Linked DNA regions of Gossypium hirsutum: region 1 is linked to region 2. A link is a contact called in public Hi-C data. All regions are on one chromosome and are shown on one strand. Each heading gives the region's core, a stretch centred on a gene start, on an enhancer-like site or on the middle of the called end of the contact. The rest is flanking DNA. Distances are from core to core; before and after follow the strand shown. Region 1 holds the start of LOC107910159 (polygalacturonase 1 beta-like protein 3). Region 2 holds the start of LOC107933377 (serine/threonine/tyrosine-protein kinase HT1).

The links. A called contact is a pair of places that touch in the nucleus more often than the background predicts.
Region 1: a Hi-C map of leaf shows a contact between it and region 2, with 1.7 times the contacts expected there. The contact joins the promoter of LOC107910159 here to the promoter of LOC107933377 in region 2. A contact is called at or near these places in 3 of 34 Hi-C or Micro-C datasets (all in leaf).

The regions. Positions count from the first base shown.
Region 1 is chrD02:39,724,526-39,727,297 of Gossypium_hirsutum_v2.1, forward strand. It overlaps LOC107910159 (polygalacturonase 1 beta-like protein 3), which reads right to left and starts at 1,403. Exons shown (of 2, transcript XM_016837931.2): 1 at 1,122-1,403; 2 at 1-999. The coding sequence starts at 1,268.
Region 2 is chrD02:39,398,013-39,400,763 of Gossypium_hirsutum_v2.1, forward strand. It overlaps LOC107933377 (serine/threonine/tyrosine-protein kinase HT1), which reads right to left and starts at 1,318. Exons shown (of 4, transcript XM_016865578.2): 1 at 786-1,318.

The sequences.
Region 1 (2,772 bases), core at 153-2,652, 330 kb after region 2:
GAATGTAGAGTTCCCAACATTAAATGTTTTCCCATAATTTACAAAATTAACTTTTCCGGAATTTGCATCCCTTGCGTAAGACTGAAAAGAATCAGCTCCAACATTGGCTGAATCTCGGTAGCTAGTAAAGCTGTCAATCCCCAAATTAGAAGCTAAACCATAGATTTTAAAGTTATTACGGGGATTGTTACCTGAGTCGCCATAGGCTTTAAACGAGTCGTTTGCTGAGTTCCCTAACACCCCATACCCTGCAAAACTCGACCCGATCGTGTTAGCATTAGAACTATAGCTTGTGAACTCAGCTGGAACTGCCTTGCCCTTCTTCCCATAATTGGTGAATGCCTCGGACCCTGAGTTTGTCTCAGAGCTGTAGCTTGAGAAAGAGAGTTTATGCTTGTTACCATCGGAGTCGTAGCTGGTGAACCGGAGGTTTGGCACGTTAACTCGTTCCTGATAGTTGTTGAACCCACCAGAGCCGCCCGTGGTGCTGGAGCCATAGTTGGTGAAGTTATCAATAGCGACGTTGGCATCTTTGGCATAGCTTGTGAAGTCTTCACTATGGGCATTGGATCCCCTGCTGTATTTCTTAAAAGACTCATTGGGAGTATTTAACCCATCGGAGTAGTTCTTGAAGGAGTCGATCCCTCCGCGTCTTAACGAGCCATAACCTTTAAAGTTTTTACTGGAATACACTGCGAAGTTTGCATCCCCTTTACCCTTGACAACTGCGTCTAGTTTCGAGGAGTCCTCCTGGAATGAGCAGAAAAGATTGGCTAAGGAACAAAAAGATTCAATGTGGGAAGACAGAGAGTTATGATTGGCGAGTTGAGTGAGCTTGGCCAAGTCGATGGCGTTTAGTGGGGAAGCTTTGGAGATAAGAAATGGTGGCTTGGGAAGATTGTTGGAAATGTGATTGTTCCAGTAACGAATCAACGAGGCTTTGGCTGTAAATGGGTTCTCCTTACCCTCGCTTCTGCCTGTACCAAATACTAGCACCACCTGGAAATAGAAATAGAAATAAATAAATTAAAGCAACAAAGTCTAGAATGTATGTATATGAAATGAAAATGTAGAAAAGACAATATAGAGCAAAAACAAGACTAGGGAATTTAGTTTCTTACACTGAAATATGAGAGAGATAATAAGTACAAGAAAAAAAGGGAGGTTTTCATGTTGTTTTGTTGTCTACTCGCAGCTAGTTGGGGAAGAGAGAGTGGCATGTTTGGGGGAATATATAAGAAGAATTGGGGCCTTCTTTTCTCTCCCATACAATCTTTTTGTTTAAGCTTCGTTTCCTTTTTTGAATGTTGTTTATTTTCGGTGCTATCAGGCCAACAAAACTTTTTTGTGGGCAAGTTATTGCCGGTAAACCCACACACTTGAGAGGTTTTACTTTAGAAAAATAAAGTTGGTCCAATTCGAAATGACAAGATATAAATGAAATTTAAAAGCGTGTATTGCGTGTTAGGTTTAGCAATCATTTATGTTGATTTAGCAAGAATAGTGATGTAGATATGTAAATTAAATGTTTGTTTTCCCGAGATTTACCTACAATATATACTTGCATTCCTCAACCTCAACTTTAATGTGTTTGATATACCCTTTAATTACATAAAATTTTGTTTTTGAGTTTTGAGATTTTAGACTTTATTTAGATAAAATTATTTTTGAATTTAGACTTTTTAATTTTAATTAGATAAAATTATTTCATTTTAGGTTTCTTAGACACCATTTGACAATTTAATTTTTTTTCAATTAATATATTTATCTAAAATTTAATTTATAAAATCTATAATTATAAATATTTATTAAAATTCTATAATTATAAATATTTATTAAAAATCTAATTAAACCTTAATTTAATCACTTTCAGTTTTCATTCAACATAATCAAATGTTAAATTATTTATATTTTATAACTTTTAATGTGTAATGACAACAAAAAAAGCACCCGACTTGAAAATGTTAATAATGATGACCAAAATTTTAGAGATTTTAACAACAATAATAATAGAAAAAAAGAACATAGTACATAATAAGTAAAAAAGAGATAAAACTCTTGAATTTTTGAAAGTTTTAACAACAATTCATGAGAGAGTGACAGTGAAATTAGATTTAGGTTTTATTTTTTATTTAATTATAATATATGTAAAAGTATAATAAAAGCTATATTTAGAATTTAGAAGCAATGAGTTTTGTTTTTGGTTTTAAATGATTTATATATTGGACCTATATGTATAAAAAATATTGGTTGCTTTTTTTTTAATTTTTAAACTGTCTTGTTTTGTTTTGTTTTACTTTTTTGTATCTAATAAAATAAATCGAAACTGATCTAAATTAATGTAGTTTAATAATATTATCTAAACGAAATTAAACTGAACCATAAAAAAAATAGAACTAAATTATCTATTCAACTCGATTTTTCGATTTGATGAATTTTTTTCTCAGCGATAGCAATTTCTACCTTTTTATATTGGGTAGTTGTTAAATATAATGTTGGATAGTTTAATTTTTTTAACTTAATTGTTGTTAAATGAATGCTTATGTTACCATCCTTATTTATTTGTCTTCATTAATATTTATAGAATTTTTCTTTTAATCTTTATGATTTCTTATTACTTTTTTTTTGTTTTTTAATCAATATTAATCAAAATTCAAGTGACAGGAAGTAATATAAATCTGAGCATATTATAAATATTAGTTGAAGTTTATGGGATCTTAGAATAATTATTTTAAATATGAATTATTATTTTTAATTAGTAACGAAATAAAA
Region 2 (2,751 bases), core at 68-2,567:
ACTTTAATTTTAACAGTTTCAAGCAAATATTTTAGGTCAAATTTCACATTTAGTCCCTAGACTTTTTCTTTTTAAGCATTTTAATTCTTTTTTTTCTTTTTCCGTTATTTATTTTCTTCTCTCTTTTTCCCTCTTATCCCTTTCATAACCCTAACCATTACTTGTATTTGAATATTGATTTTAAAACAATTATCAAAATTTAATTGATTAATAACAAATAAGGACTTAAACAATGAAGCAGCTTCTGGTTGTTAAAAGTCCAATAAGTGAAGAAACAAAGATGTAAATTTTCTGGAATTTTGTTTACCTCCGCAACATCAAAATAAAAGAACACTCATTCTGAAGGGTGCCAGAGCCCGGAACGACGCAGATCTACCAACACTAGTCCTCGGCGGCTGAACTGAGCCAAACCAGGCGGAAGCCGAGAGCGAGTGCGTCCTAGGGAGCAAGCCAAGGAACAGCGATCTCCTCGGCTCGCGGGGGCTAAGACAGAGTTGAGGGTGCAGCCGAGGAAAGACTTGTGAGTTTTTTAATGACTAAAAAATAAAGGAGAAAATGTAGAAATACGGGAGTGATAGACCAAGAAGCGATTAGAGAAGCTCACCAATTAAAACGCTAAACTTTGAGAAGGGGAAAAAGAGAAATGAATGCTAGGTGGAAGAAACGGAAGTTCATGGCCTAAATGGGGACCTCATTTCTTGATTTTGCGTTGGATTCTACCATCATTTCAGTTAAATATCCAATTCATTTTGCATTAAAATGAAAGCCAAAGAAGGTTCACATACCTCGTGGTGATTCCTTTTTAATTGCAGAGTAGAATCTTCTCAGTTGTTGCAGAGCTTGAGGCGTGTAGTAATTAATGGTAGATCCTCTTCCCAATGAATAATATTCCGATGCACCGAGCATCTTTGGAAGATTGTCTTACCGAAAGGTCGCTAAAGAACTATATTTGCATCAAAGATTTGATTTGATTATGACTTGAATGAAAGACAGGCATATCAGCTTAAAAAGAGAGAAGAGTGAAAAAAGGTAGAAGAGAAGGAAAATAACTAATTAAAATGCTTAAAAAGAGAGCGAGCGAGAGATTATACGTGCAATTTCATTTAAAATGATGGTTTATTAGCTTGGTATTACACTGATAACGGTTTAGTGATGATAAAAACATAATTTTAGATTAATTAGGATATTCATATTCCAACCACAAACTTAATATCAGGATTAATTCATCACAATTTTTCATTTTGTACTTATTAAAATATACTTCTACGTATATTTGTAAGCTATTCACCTAAATGATACAAAAAAGAAAGATAATGTTATTTTATTAATCAACGGTTGAAGAGTCGGCAAACATTGATAACGTGCGAAGATCCACTTCTGAGGAGACAATCTGGGTCTTTCTGATTATGACTTTCAGTCTTCTGCCCATTCTCTTTTCATATTTACCCCTCTCTCTCTCTTTATTTTCTCACCCCGCCATTTTCTCTTCTTTTTTCCCTTTTTGCCCCTCTCTCCGTCGGCCTACTTTGTTCTTTTCAATTGCTTTCACTGCCCCTACATTTCAATTCCAAACTTCTCTTGTCAATTTTGCATTATTGTTTTGTGTAAACCTTTAGAGCAAAAATAGATCACTTTAAATATATAAGATTTTATATAATATGAATATTATTATATTATAAAATATAATATTTTAAACATTTACAAAAAGTTATATTGGATATAATTAGAGGTCATCATGGCTCCGATCGGGTCTAAATAAAATTTTAGGCTCGGGCTCGGACTGGAAAATGGGTTTAAATTTTTATTTAATTTCAATCATGATAAAAATGCTAAAACTCAAGTTCGGTCCGACTCAACCAGCCCATATTAAAACTTTTTTTATATTATTATTTTTATATAAAAACAAATTAAAAATATAATGCATCAAATCACTAAAAACATTAAAATAAATTGTTCCCAACAAATTAAAAATAAATTTAAAAAATTATTGACAATTAAATAACACTAAGATAGGTACAACTTAGCAAGCAAATATCTCTAAAATGGTAACAAAATTAACAATAAAACAAGAATTATACAATATTTAAACAATAATAATAAAATATTAACAATAAAATTACGAAACGACACCAAAACAGTGATAAAACAACGAAAACAATAGTAAAAAGCAACAAGATTTTTTCTTTTTTGCAAATTCGATTTGGGCCGAGCCCAAAAAACATACCCGATGCTCAATCCGTTTGAAAAACATGCCTCATTTTTTATTCAAAATCATTTTTTGAATCTATATTTTTACTCAAACCCTTTTATATTTTGAGTGAAACTATGATCAGGTCCAGATATAATGTAAATTAGAGGTGCTCATGGGCCGGGCCCATAAAAAATTTCGGCCCGGCTCGAAATATGGGCCTAAAATTTTTCCCAGGCCTGGCCCGAGAAAAAATCATAAGCCCAGGCCTGGCCCATTTTTTAATAAATACCAAAAATTTATTTTAAAAATTAAAAAAAGTATTTTAAAAATATTTTAAAATTAAAAAATAATAATAAAAAAGTATTTTAAAAATATTTTAAAATTAAAAATTTTAAAAAATAAATATATGTATTATATCGGGCCGGGTCAAGCCGGGCCCGGGCCAAAAAAGTGGTGCCCGAGGCCAGGCCCGTTTTCTAAACGGGCATCGTTTTTTTCCCAAGCCTATATTTCGGGCCTATATTTTTACTCAAACCCTCCCATATTTCGGGCAGGCCGTC